4 separate regions of the Sus scrofa genome follow, and all the other regions are linked to region 3. A link is a contact called in public Hi-C and HiChIP or PLAC-seq data. All regions are on one chromosome and are shown on one strand. Each heading gives the region's core, a stretch centred on a gene start, on an enhancer-like site or on the middle of the called end of the contact. The rest is flanking DNA. Distances are from core to core; before and after follow the strand shown.

The links. A called contact is a pair of places that touch in the nucleus more often than the background predicts. HiChIP or PLAC-seq counts read pairs in DNA pulled down with a chosen protein or histone mark.
Region 1: a contact with region 3 is called in an H3K27ac HiChIP or PLAC-seq map of skeletal muscle. The contact joins two enhancer-like sites. A contact is called at or near these places in 3 of 47 Hi-C or Micro-C datasets (embryonic fibroblasts, heart right ventricle and skeletal muscle) and 1 of 2 datasets of contacts at active chromatin or transcription factors (skeletal muscle).
Region 2: a Hi-C map of skeletal muscle shows a contact between it and region 3, with 4 times the contacts expected there. The contact joins two enhancer-like sites. A contact is called at or near these places in 4 of 47 Hi-C or Micro-C datasets (embryonic fibroblasts, epiblast stem cells, heart right ventricle and 1 more).
Region 4: a contact with region 3 is called in an H3K27ac HiChIP or PLAC-seq map of skeletal muscle. The contact joins two enhancer-like sites. A contact is called at or near these places in 2 of 47 Hi-C or Micro-C datasets (alveolar macrophages and fetal skeletal muscle) and 1 of 2 datasets of contacts at active chromatin or transcription factors (skeletal muscle).

The regions. Positions count from the first base shown.
Region 1 is chr9:55,473,486-55,477,021 of Sscrofa11.1, forward strand. All of the region lies in intron 3 of ETS1 (ETS proto-oncogene 1, transcription factor), which reads right to left. Among named protein-coding and RNA genes, the nearest start is that of ETS1, 37 kb to the right of the region's middle. Within about 2 kb of position 1,261, at least 40 of the 83 cell types and tissues checked have an H3K27ac peak or open chromatin away from gene starts, as enhancers often do. A contact at or near this core is called in skeletal muscle, where this site is marked.
Region 2 is chr9:55,545,790-55,549,303 of Sscrofa11.1, forward strand. No RefSeq gene overlaps it. Among named protein-coding and RNA genes, the nearest start is that of ETS1, 35 kb to the left of the region's middle. Within about 2 kb of position 1,817, at least 16 of the 83 cell types and tissues checked have an H3K27ac peak or open chromatin away from gene starts, as enhancers often do. A contact at or near this core is called in skeletal muscle, where this site is marked.
Region 3 is chr9:55,344,259-55,347,583 of Sscrofa11.1, forward strand. No RefSeq gene overlaps it. Among named protein-coding and RNA genes, the nearest start is that of ETS1, 170 kb to the right of the region's middle. Within about 2 kb of position 1,918, at least 27 of the 83 cell types and tissues checked have an H3K27ac peak or open chromatin away from gene starts, as enhancers often do. A contact at or near this core is called in skeletal muscle, where this site is marked.
Region 4 is chr9:55,208,363-55,211,490 of Sscrofa11.1, forward strand. No RefSeq gene overlaps it. Among named protein-coding and RNA genes, the nearest start is that of ETS1, 300 kb to the right of the region's middle. Within about 2 kb of position 1,804, at least 24 of the 83 cell types and tissues checked have an H3K27ac peak or open chromatin away from gene starts, as enhancers often do. A contact at or near this core is called in skeletal muscle, where this site is marked.

The DNA of each region.
Region 1 (3,536 bases), core at 11-2,510, 130 kb after region 3:
GGGGGAGGGGCGGTGGTATGGGGGCAGGATCTGAACCAAAGTTGCTGGCCTCTCAGGCCTCTCACACTGGCAGCCTCAGAGAGCCAGAGGTTGCCCTATTCATCAGTGGGGAGGTAATTTCCCTCATAGTGCAATTAGGTCTCACGTTTGACCTATGACCTCTGGCCCATGCGATATTTATGATCTCCAGACAGGCAGCGAGGGGGCAGAAGGTAGAAGCTGAAGGCATTTAATGGATTAGAGGGAGGAAGGAAGGAAGGAAGGAAGAAGAAGGGAAGAAAAAGGAAGGGGAGGGAGGGAGGAAGGAAGGAAGAGATGAACCTGACTAGTTCAAAGTAATCTACGAAATCCTGATTTGAGAGCCATGCTCAGGTGCTCGCCTCTTCCACAGTCAATACGGTTTTCAGCTCCTCACTATAATTCTGCGAGGCGGGATCTACTGTCTTACACACGAGGACACAGGCTTAGGAGGGGTCAACGGTGTGCCCATGGTCACAGAGCTGGTAGGTGGCTGGGCTAAAACCTTGGCCCAGACCCACCTCATCAAGTCCCCAGTTCATTTCTCAACAGTAACCTTAAGCACGTGCGCGCCCGCCGCTCGCTCGCCTCGCGGTCTATCTATCTCCCCAACTCATCTAGAACTGCCCCCCGCCCCCAGCTCTTGCAAAACAATCTCTGTCCAGAATCTCTTCTGTTCCAACCGTCTCTTTCTCCATCCCGGCTCGGGGCAGGCATGCTACCCCCTGACGGCATGGAAGGCGCTCAGTCCCAGCCGGTCCGCTCCTCCCAGCCGGGACCGGGATCCTCCAGCCGGGGCTCCTGGACGCCCTGCCTCCCTCGCGGCGGGCCCCGCCTGCGCCCGCCTCGCTGGCAGCGCCGGGGTTAACCCGCCGGCCTGCGGAGCAATGATTTCTGTTTTATTTCAGCAGGGGAAGTGTGTGCCGGCCTGATTAGCCTGATGGTTTCCTCTTTTCCCATAACCTCCAGACCCCCACGGCCCAAGTGTTTACTCTCTGAAATAAAAAATCTGCTGGTGTTTTTCTTTTTGTGTGCTCGTGTATTTTGGGAGGATTGCAGAGGAGGAAGGCGGGTGGGGGTTAGGGACGCGGAGGCGGGAGGGGAGGGCGCGAAAGGGGGGCGAGCCACCTCCCCTCGTCCCTCCCCCACCGCGCCTCTTCCAGCTGCAGGCTCGGGCTGAGACCCCTGGCCGCAGCGCAGGAAAGAAACTTATTAATGAGGGAGCTGGGTCTCCTGCTTCAGCAGCTATAAACACAGCGAACATCTGGAGAGAGTAAGTCTCTTGGCGACCAGACGCTGAGAACAGGCTGCCTCTGCGCATCCCTCCCCCGCCAGGGCCCCTCCCCCCGCCCGACTCCAGCCCCCGCACCCTCACCCACCCCGCGCTCGCTTCACCCAGGGCGGCAGAGCGGGGACTGACGCCAGGCGGCCTCCACCAGGGGCCCCCAGCCCCGCTCCCCCCGCCGAGTTCCCGAAGAGGGGGGTCAAGACTGCTTGAATCAAATAAGAACTCCGTGCCCCAGGGACCTTTTCCCAACTCGGGCCAAATATTTGTGGTTTGAAAAAGTTAAGAGAACTTTTTTTCTCCCCAGCCCCCTGGGACTTCCAGGGCAATGCTGTTACTTCCTAGGATTTTTGAGAAGCAGCGCTGGAGGACAGCCAGCGGAACGCTCGCATACTCCTTGTCACTCCTTGTGGCCCCGGTTTCTCCCACTAGGTTACCCTCCCGCCCCAGGAGCGAAGGAGGTGATTTACATTTGTCCTTACTGCCCTGGGCCGCTGGAGTCCCTCTGAGAGACACAGGTCTCTAACCCACAGCTTCTCTTTCTGGCCCTCACCTGGCTCCCTTCTCCTCCCGCTAGTAAAATGCGGCATCGCGGAAGGTAAAATTGGCAGGTGTCTGAAAATTACCCTGGGGCGCCGGAGCATGGGCAAAGCTGGGGAGACAAGAGTGGGCCACCAGGTTTCTTTGAGTCACTTAAATTCACACTCATCATGGTGAAAGGGTGGCATCTATTCATCACCTGCTATGACGACCTTTGAAGGACACACTCTGCCCAGTCTATAGTACGAGGCAACTGTGAAATAAGTGTAAGCGTCCCGCCTGTTAAAGGGGAGGGAACAAAATCCCGGTGAGTTCTTGCTCTTCCCACCATACCCCCTAAACGCTTTGCTGGGACCCCATACCTTTCAGCTGATACTCAAAAACTTACAAAGTTATTGTGATCTGAATATGAACTAGCCCAGGCTGGAAAGCTACCGGGGTGGTGGGTGGGAGATAGGATGGGCGGGGCAGCGCAACCTCCGCAAATAGGAGGCAACTCGGTTCCCAGCCAGAGAAATATCCTTGGTGGATGGAGAAGAGAGTCAGGCACTTGCAGAAATCTCATCATCAGGAAAACGAAATGATGAGCGAGACTGAGAGCTAGTTTTTTTTTTGCCTGTGGCTTCTCTTCATAATGCCCTCCCAGGGCTCTTTCCCCGAGCCTTTCCTCCTGGCTGACTTTGGTCCTCTCAGGGATGGGATGCGGGTGCCGAAAGGGTTTCCTGCAGCAAGCTTCGGTCAGCACAGCACGGTGCCCTGGATGCAGCTTGGCAGGGCAGCTGGGCTCTCACTGCAGCCTTCCGTGAAAGGCTAAAACCTGTGCCGGGGTTACAGCTTCCCCCTTCCAAACACAACTCTCAAGTCAGATTCCGAGAAGGTCGAAAGTTTCCTTGAGAGGAATAGCCCACATCTCTCTCTCTCTCTCTCTCACACACACACACACACACACACACACACACACACACACGTGCGCACGCACAATCAAAACTGTTTTGAACAAAGAACCTGGAACAGGTCCTTTATAAAAGGAAAACATACTCAATGAGGAAAGAACAGTATACCGTGTTTTAAACCACAGGGCCCGTCTGAGAGGGCCAGCTGAAAGAACAAGGCTGTTGGGAGAATAAACATTTCAGAGCAAGGTGAATCTCCATTTAACAAGTCTCTCTGGCATTCCCTCCCCGTGCTCCACACTTAAAGCCAAATTGGAGGCATCTGTTTTTCCTGCTGAAACTTCCCACCTGGTTGCCGATAGCCCTTTTCCAAACACTGGGCCAGGTTTGATCTCTCCCAGCCGCCTGGCCGTCTGGGAAAGCCCCAGGAGAGACCATGAACTCGGACTCGACGCGTCTCCCACTTGAACTTCCAAAGTTTAGGGGGGAAAGACACTCTTTAGCTCTACCGTTTTGCAGGAAAATGTATGTTAAAAGTGTTCAGTATTACAGGGAGAGCCAACGTCACACTCTTTCTGACCAATCTTTATCTCCTAAAGCAGTGTGACATTTCACCTCGGAACTATTTCTTAATATATATAAATGTACCCTCACATACACATTTGAAGAAATGTTGCCTAGAGACAGGCATCAGCCTTCCCCATTCTCCTTGAATCTTCTCAGTGTCCAGCACGTGGCCCTGGCCTCCAAAAGTGTTCATCCCATCATCGGGTCACTTTCTGACTCAATACCCAGACAGT
Region 2 (3,514 bases), core at 567-3,066, 200 kb after region 3:
AGCTCACTCACTTGGTTACATTTTGGTCTCTTCTGACCTTCCAAGCCTATGAGACGGAGGGATCTGGGGGGACGACCCAGAACCTGGGACTCTAGGTCTCTCAATGGAAAAAGCCAAGTGAAAAAGAAAAAGAAAGCGTCTGGGTTTTCAAAGCTCTTGACACGTAGGAACCAAAGTTTGACAAAAACCACAGAGAAAGAACTCAGAAAGCAGAAAATCGGGATGTGGATAAATGAAAGGGGGATCAGAGATGAGCTAAAAAAGGAAAATCCAGGCAACTGTATTCATTCAGTATCTTGGGATAGACCGTGAGGGAAGATAATATAAGAAAGGGAATGTAGTAGTTCCTGCTGTGGCACAGCGGTAAGGAACCTGACTAGTATCCATGAGGATGTGGGTTCGATCCCTGGCCTTGCTCAGTGGGTTAAGGATCTGGTGTTGCCGTGACTTGTGTTGTAGGTGGCAGACGCAACTTGGATCTGTCATCGCCGTGGCTGTGGTGTAGGCCGGCAGCTATAGCTCCAATTCGACCCCTAGCCTAGGAACTTCCATATGCTTCAGGTGTGGCCCTAAAAAGACCAGAAAAAAAAAAAAAAGAAAGAAAAGGAATTGTGTATGAATATGTACATCATATACGTAATATATTATATATATATATATATATATATGCATGTGTGACTGAGTCACTTTGCTATACTGCAAAAATTGGCACAACATTGTAAACCAACTATACTCAATAAAAATTACAAACAAATAACAAAGAAAGAAAGGTCATTGAAAAACAGAACAATCACTGGGGTGGAATTGGGGACATGAGATGAACCTGGTCACCTTAAACTTAGCTTCTCCTGACCTTCAGGTCCAAAGCAGGCACCATACAGTTTGCTATCCTGAAGCCTGTTGTACCTTCCTGGCCCTAAAATCCATCTGTCATCTGTGGTTTGGTGACCTCTTTGGGGTTCTGAGTTCTCAGATAGACTATGAGCCTGGTGAGGACAGGAGAGGTGGTGGGTGCTCAGTAAATACTGGTTGGCTGGCTGGCTGGCTGGATGGATGGGTGGATGGAAGGAGAGATGCAAGAATGCACCATCGAGCTTTTGTGCCACACTTGCTGCAAAGAGCCTCCCGAAGAGCCAGGAGACAGAAAGGAAACCGGTCCAGAGATGCGACGGGCAGGATTGGCAGAAGCATCGTCTTTTTTGTGTCGGTTCATCGGCTAGCCTCCAGTCTGTGCGGATGGGCAGGGGATGGGGAGGGAGCTTTGCCATGGATATTAGAGAAGTGGAGAATTTGAGCCAGAGCCAGGCTTTTTGTCAAAAGGAATGAGAGCAAATGCAGGAGGGCAAGGAATGTCCTCTCTGAGCTGACTTTTGGCTCAACACAAAGCAGAAGGCAAAATCCTGTGTTTGGAAGGCAGAATCTTTGGGTCCTGGACCCACCAGGCCCTAACTCCCAAGTCAAATCCAAAGCACATCTTCCGTAGTTTCTCAACAAAGTGCTTCTGCTCTGAGCCAGACACTGTGTGTTCTCAGAGTTAGGAACAAAGCAGAGAATAACAGCAGCCAGGATCCTGTCCAACTGGTGCAAATGGCCACTGGGGGAAAGTGTGTAAACAAGAAGCCAAGCATGTGACTGAATGAGTGATAAGTGCCCCGGAGGAAAAGCATAGGATGCTCAGAGAGCCTGCATCAGGGGGTCTGACCCAGTCAGGGAACATGCCCCCCAGGAAGTCACCCCCCCTCAGCGTCCCCTGGGAAGTGAAGGATGAGTAGGAATATCCCAGCCAAAGACGGTGGGAACAGAGTTCAAGTGGGAAGGCCCTGGTTGACCTGGCCTGTCCCAGCAACACAGAGACTGGGATGGCTCCAGGGAGCCCACTAAGAATGTGCCCAAAACTAATCCAAAGCAATAGACTTGTAAACATGTCAAGCCAGACCTGAACCCCCTTGAGACGGTGGCTCAGGAACAAGGCAAGTCAGCCTAAGAGGCCCACTGCGCCTGATGAGAAGTGGGGCAGCACAGGGAACTGAGCTGTACGGAGCCAGAGGCCCAAGGGCCTCTGAGTGAGCGGCCAGGAGCAGCGTGTGGCACCAGGGGATGGGGCCAGGGCCGGGGCCAGGCATCAGGATAAGCTGTGTATAAACAAATACTAGCTGTGCCTTGCAGACTGGAGACATGGAAAGATTCCAAAGAATCCTTAGGCTGAAATCCTTAGGGGGATCCTGGAGAAAGCAGCAGAGAAGGTTAGACTTGGGAACCAAAGGATGGGCAAAGCTGGGAGAGCTTGAAAGCATGGAGAGGGTCTGGGGGGGTGGTGGGATGGAAGGAGGTCTACACCCCAGTGGGGGAGGGAAGCCTGACCAGACAGAGTGATGGGTCAGAACAAAAGGGGACCTGGTGAGGAGGGCAGAGGATTTCCATGAGGGGCCAAGGGAGCCACAGCAGGTGGGCAAGAAGTTACCAAGTCCCAGAGGTGGCATCTGGTATAACCAGAAATCCGGTTGCTCCTTGTATTCCTAGATGCAGAGCCTGAATGACCAGAAGGATGGTAGTAACACCGGGGGGGGGGGGGGGCGCGGCACTTTAATTGGGGACATTTTACATTTTAGCAAGGACAATTTCCACCTAACAGTTACTAGCTGCCAAACTTTTTTTTGAGTGGCCAAAAAAGTTCTCAGGAAGAAACCTAATACATACAATAGATTAAAGGGAGCTGCACTAGATGGAAACTAGGCAGGCCACCAGCCCTAGCCCCTCAGCACCCGACCTCCCAGCCCTCAGCTTCTGAGGGCGCCTCTGACCAACCGTGGTACCCACTGCTGGAGGCAGCTGAAGATGCTGACCAAACTCGGGTGAGAGATTAGTCAGAGGGGAAGATTCCGGGTCCCCAGCACAGAACTGGTAACTAAAGACATTTCAGACATTGCTGCGGAAGATAAAGCCAGTGCTCTTTCCATTTAGAGACAAAGGGAGCAGAGGTGACCCTGAGTCAAGTGTCCATCCTGTGTCGCCGTTTCAAATGTAACCTCACGCCCGTCTTCCCTCCGGGACTCTCCTTCCTCCGCCCTCTCCTCTGATTCAAGGCTCTGACTCCATCTCTCCCCCTCCTTGTGTGGTCTCCTGCCGGACTGATCCCTCCTCCCCCTTCTCCTCTTTCTCACCCCCTCCCCCCCGCCCAACTCCACTGGCACCCCTCCCCTCTCCCATCCCCTCTAAAACCACCCTCACCCCTCCCTGGGGTCTTTTTGGTCATGGTTTATTTTTAGCCCCTCTGCCATCCTGAGGATATGAACAATATTCCTGAGTCATGGTTTTGCAAGGAAGCAGGGGCAGACAGCTCCCTCCTCTGATCACTTATCAACCTCTAGCCAGACCAGCAGGGGTGAGAGCTTACTTCGCTGGTTCCTTTTCTGCATGGAACCCCCAGCACAGCCTCTTAGAGAAGCAGCTGCTTCTGCTGGTCCCAGGAAAGCATCCTGAGCTAAACTCACTAGATTCGTGTTGCATTGTCCAA
Region 3 (3,325 bases), core at 668-3,167:
AAGAGCTGTGGGGACCGCACCACAGGAACCACTCCCTTGCCTGGCAGGCCCATCGGAAAGCCCAAGTGCCCAGGGTGGGGGGCAGGGGGGTGGTGGCTGCAGAAGCCATGTCCCTGGGCGCCTGTGTGTAGGTGGTGGCGGGATGGGCAGAGAAGCCTGGAGCTGAAGGAAGAGTTGGACCAGGGCCTGGATCTCCTTTCAGCTGAGCTGTTGTTGCTCATAAAGCACAGTCATTAATGCTGGTCCTTGGCCCAATTTTCGGTAAAAGCACACCAATAAATTACATCTGAGCTCTGTACCCCACAGCTCCAAAGGCACATGAGAGCGCATTCTGAAGTTTCTCTGAGGTGCTCACTCAGACCCATGACGTTGATGACTCCAGGTACCACGGAGGGAAGGCTGGCCACACTCGGGTGATATGACTCGCCCAAGAGATGCAGCACAGCCAGGACAAAAGAAGGCTTTCTGGCTCCCGGCCTATAAGAAGGAACCACCAGAAAGAGAGCTGGGAGTTGGGAGACTCAGTGGGAAAACAAATCTCCTTGAACATTTAAAAGAGATTGAGCCACAGATTCAGCCAAGCCTGCGGAACTGCTGGCTTGTGAAGAGTGTGCAGAGGCCCTGGGCAGGGCAGTGTTAGGCTCTCTCCCCTCCCTGCCTCATTTAATCCCATGGGTAATGTCACAATGCTTATAGGTACTCAAAGCTTTGTTGTAGAGATGAAGAAATGGAGGCTCAGAGAGACTGAGCAACTTGTCTGAGGCCACACAGCTCCCCAGTGAGAGAGTCAGGATTTAATACTTGTTCTGATTTTCAGTCCGATGTTACCTCCCCTAACATCCCACCGGCACCCCCAGGGGAGACTTCCTCTCCACCGCCAATGCTTTGCCTTCTCTATTCCCCTTCACCCAGTCTCTGGCTTGTTATGACCTTGGCGAATCAACAACTGATTTCATCAACTGTCATTTATTTATTCATCCATCTATCCATCCGATGACTATATACTTAGTAGCTACCAAAATTCAAGCCTCGAGCTTGGTGCTGGGGATACCACATGGACTTAAAGATAGGCTTCTGCTCTTCAAGAAGCAGAGAGGTGTCTATTTGCCCCTTGGAAAAAGAGTTTACAGCGTTATGAAGCAGCTTTGCCAATAAGACACGACAAATAGCTGTCTCTACACAGTTCTCCCCGTTACTACGCCTGCTGTGTTTGGAAAGAAATATAATCTTCATTTTATCCCATTCTCTTCCATTCCAGTAACGGCCTCAGCAGCATATTGGCAAACTTTGCAATCATGCGGTGCTGAGGGTCTGCCCAAAGAACTTAACGAGGTTAAGAAAAATAACAGATAATAGCATCTCAACTGGGAGTTCCCCTGGTTGCACAGCGGAGACAAATCCGACTAGGAAGCATGAGATTGTGTGTTCAATCCCTGGCCTTGTTCAGTGGGTTAAGGATCCGGCGTTGCCGTGAGCTGTGGTCGCAGACGTGGCTCAGATCCAGCGTTGCTGTGGCTCTGGCGTAGGCTGGTGGCTATAGCTCCGATTGGAGCCCTAGCCTGGGAACCTCCATATGCCCTGGGTGCAGCCCTAAAAAAGGACATAAGACAAAAAAAAAAAATCTCAATTCGTGTATTTCTTTGAGGGGCGAAAATGATTTTGCTGAAAAGTATTTCAGTGACTGTGTTACCAGCACTTACAGAGTGGGCTGAGTGCAGTAAAGAATGGCTGAAACCACAGCTGAGATCCATCCCATTCATGAGAGAAGGAGGTGGAGGCCGGGCCAGGAATTCAGCCCTCTGGGTCTGCCTCCAGGCCTCTGAGTTTGGAGCGATCCTCAGGTTTCTGGGCGCTTCAGTTCATCTGTACTTGGCTGAGGACAACTTCCTGTTTCTAAGAAAAGACTGCTCTGATGTCTTCAGAGGTCCCTTGGACAGACAGTCGGGCTGGCCTAGGGTAGACCCAGGGGGCAGGGGTGCCCCCCCCACCATCAAGGAGGGAAGGTTCCTTCTCATTAACCCCCTCCGGCCCTGAGATGTCCTGCAACTCACAGAATGAGGTGATTAGAAGTGTTTGTCAGATTGGCTGAAAAATGAAGAGAAGTTTATAAAGGGGCCAGATATGCCTGAGCTCTCCGAAGAACATCTGGATTTGCTAAACCTGAACCAAGGGACAGCACATGACAGGGGCTATGGGGAGGGCTGAGTGTCTAACACCTTGGAGCACAGGCATGGAAGCTGCCGCCTCCTGCCCCAGCTCCCTCCAGCCCCGTCGCTGCGTCCTTCCAGCTCCCTAGTCCTGCAAATCACTTTTCCAGTGATATCACAGGCTGTTACCATGGAGGCAGCTGTTATGGCAAAACACAAGTGGCTGATTCTCACCCTATGGCTCTCAAAACCAGAGGCAACTGTGGAGGCAGCAATCTTGTGACCATGAGTCTCGGGTCTCGGGGGAGCACTGGACACAAACACAAACAGAAGCGCTGGGACCCTCTGTGGTGGGGAAAGGAGACCCCGTGATGAGATGGGAACCCCCTCGGGAGGGTGGAGGGAGCATCCTGCTGCAGTCAGGCCAGCTGACCAGACAGAGATGCGAGGAACAGCTGCCTGGCCTCCTCCGCCACTGGCCCAGCCCCGCCCCACCTGGATCCTTCCCCGCATCTCCTCTGCTCCCAGCATCCGCCAGTCAGCCACAACGAACAGCATGACTTGCAGCAGCTTGCAAAGCCGTGTGGGGAGGGAGATGCAATCTACAGAAGACTGGTAAAGCAGACCAGGGGAGAACAGCTGCCTTGGCTCAGATATCCTGGCCCTGCATTCACCAGCTTATGGGCCGGCCAACCCCACACAGGGTCCCAAAGTTTCAGTTACCCAACTAAAAGGATGGAGCTGTTGGGACGATCAGCTGAGACAATGTAGACAGTTTCCTCCCGACAGATTTCCTGATTTCCGTTCTGACCTCATCCTAATTCTTATCCACGGACAGCCAGAGCCCTCCTGAAGCTGCATCAATCCGCGATGTCTCCCTTCCAAAGCCTCCCAAAGGCTCCCCTGAGGAGGATGCCTCTCACCCGGTCTGCAAGACCACACCCACGGGAGGCCCCGTGTAGCTCATCCGGTACCCCAGCCCCATGCCCAGACTGGCTGCCACCACCCAGCCCTCTCGCTGGTCCTCAAGCTTTGCTTCTGTCTCAGGACGTTTACACATGCTCTCCTCTACCGAGAACAACCCCCTCCCCGTGGGTGGCTTCATTGTCACTTCTTCCAAGTCGGGCACATCTATCACCCCCTCAGAACTGTTGTCCCCCCCTCCCCAGACCCCCTAT
Region 4 (3,128 bases), core at 554-3,053, 140 kb before region 3:
CTGAAAGGATATTTGTGTGGTCGCAATCTCAGCTCCTGATTTTTTTTAAAAGTGCAGGATAGAGAAAGAAGCCACGGAAAGGAGTGAAAGGGAGTAAAGTGTCCCCCCTGGAATCCCAGACTCAGAGGCTTAGGGCCACTTGCATTTAAAAAATCTGTTTGTTTGTTTTTGGCTATACCCACAACACGTGGAAATTCCCGGCCCAGGGATCGAAGTTGCACCACAGCAGCCACCCAAGCTGCTGCAGTGATGACGCTGGATCCTTAACCCGTTGCACCACCAGGGAACTCCCAGGGCCACTTTGAGAGACCAGTGAGACGCATATTCACTAGGAGGGATGGCACTTGCTTGCCTGACATACCCCAAGCTTCCAGAACAGGGCTTGCCCACAGTGGGCGCTCAGAATCGATTTAATTAAACAGAGGCGCCTTCACCGAAGTGAAGGGAGAGAAAGCAAAGCAGCTCTGAATCCATCTGTTTCACAGTTCGAGGTTCCAGATCCACTTTCACTGCCAAGAGGGATCTATTAAAAAACAACCGTCTGACCAGTGGCTCCCACTTGGAGAGACTGTAACTCTTGGGCTGTAGTTATTACACAACTGGCCAACCAGTTGTGGTCTTATCAATAATATGTGTCATGCAAAACAAGCTTCAATCATTTCCCAAATAAATGGACATAGGGCTTGGATGCATACATATAAATCCCTTTTTTTTTTAATTTCAGAATACATAGAGACGTTTCATCATTGTGTGTCAAGGAACACCGAGAGTATAAACACAAGCACATATTCTGTTAGGCTGTTGACATTCAAAAGGGATACCCCACTCATAATGTGGGGAAATGACTGCACTGGACCTACCCTCTCGTTTCACAGATAACGTTTTATAGATTCTCACTGAGGAGAAGGACCAGCCCACCGTCATTCAGCTCTTTGGTGACTGGACCACATATCAACACAGGGCATCCCAGCTTTTTCCTATACCATGTCCCCTCAGGTGCACCCTCCCAAACACCCTGATCTGAAAGGACAGCCCAAGTCAACTTAATTTATTTCTGAAACAGAACCACTCATTCGAGGACCGTGCGCCACGCTCTCCACCAGCCTGATGGCTGCTTCCTCCCATCTCCTCACTGGGGCAAGTGCTCTCATTATTATCCCCATTTCATAAGTTAAAAGGGGGCACTGGAGGAGTTCCATCATTTGCACAAGGCCACTTGGCGACTAAGGTGCGGGGACAGATGCAAACTCTTGGCTACTAAGGTGCAGGGACAGATGCAAACTCTTTGACTCCAAAGCCCAGATGTTCAAGCACTTGGCAGTACACAACTTAGAGTTCACATGTATGGAAATCAATGGTATCAGCTGAAATGAAATTTAAGGGCATCAAAAGGCAACTCCCAGGAGGGCCAGCTCTAGCCCCATAGCATCTGCTGGGGGCCGGTGTGGTGGGTGGGGCGCAGCTGGCAGGACCTCAGAGAACGCAGTGGAGAGGGCCATTTATCAAGGAAAGAGAACAGACTCAATGCCAGCACCACCAGCATTTCCTAAAAATTTGTCTCCCAGGCCCCCTTGTCAGCAACCCAAAGAGGCTCTCGGGTGCGGAGCTGGAAAATCTGTAGGGGGGACAAATACCTCAACGGCTTTTGAGCACCCCAAATTTGAAAACCCAAAGCCTGGGAGCTCCCAGGCAGGGTGTCAGCACCTGGAGTAAACAAAGGAACCCAGATTGCAAGGGCCCAGCCTCTGAGGAGCCTCCACTGAGCCCCAGCAAACACGCCCCGGGGGCCCCGCCTGCAAGAGGCAGGGGAGGGGTGTCTTTCATGTCCCTGGGTGTGCAGAAGGCTTGCGTGTGTTTGTTTAGAACAAAGCCTGTACTTAACTGGCACAAGAGAAACAGATTTTATAAATAGATGTGAGCATGAATGGTTTTTATGATTAGCTTGTTTTCAATCACCATGCCTGACCGGTGTCTGTGTTCAACTAAGTAAATATTTCTATGGTGATAGTATACACAACACAATGGCCATTATTTAATGTTAATACAAGTACCATATGGGAGGTCTTATCATGCGAGAGCCCCAAAGCATAATAAAAGCAGATAGGAATAGATAGGCAAGGGTGGGCCCTGCTGTACAGTAGGCTTGATAAAACATCTGCTCTGGCAAACGCTAGCCATGCAAGTATTTCTGCAGAGAGAACTCTTCCCCCTGGGATCTCTAGGACCAGATCAGAACGCCAGGCGCTGTGTTTTCCTCTTACTCACGCTCTGACCTTGGTTAAGTCTCCAGGCTAATTGTTTAAACATTCATGCCTCAATTTCCCCATTCTTAGGAGTGTGCTTGCCCCTCCGGGGAGTAATGACGATTTACTCCTGCTGGAATCTCGAGTTGAGAAGGGTAAGTACTGAAGTGGTGCCTCTTTCTTTGAAGCAGCCCAGAATATCAAAGGGAGACCATCCGCTGCAGGTTCCCTTTGCACCTGCACATGTGGGACCCCGGGACATTTCCAAGATGGGTGAAGCAGCCTTGGACAGACCAGAGTTCCCCAGAACTTTACGAGGAGGTAGGCATTTGCCAGGTTTACACTTGGGAGGACAACACTGATGACAGAGGGCGTGAAACTGGACTTATTCTCCAGGGACACTCAGGCAGCATGAGAACGTTCAAGGTTTTCGTGCTGTGGAAGGGGGCATTTCAGCTTTGCACGAAGCATCACTTCTCGATGGTGCTTTTGGTGTCATAAGTGCATAATACGACAGTGTTTGGTGCAATAGGATGTCTGTAGGCTGTTTATATATTATCTGGTTTCACCTTCAGAACTTGCCCTGAAGGGATGACGATGTCCAATTCTGGGATTTGGTGTTTTGCTCTTATGTGTCCTGATGAAACCCATCAACATGAAGAACTCTTGGGATTCGTTTTACCCTTTCCATCCACATGGGGCGTCCACGTCCATCAGGTCATCTATCCCACACTACCAGCCTCGCCTGTGAAAGAGGAACAGACAGTCTCAAAGGCTTATGCTTCACCCAAGCCGAGTTACACAAGTGGAGAGCTAAAACGCAAACCCAAGACTTCTGCTCTGTAAGCCTACTATTTCTAAAGACTTTTTCTCTGTAATTTGGAA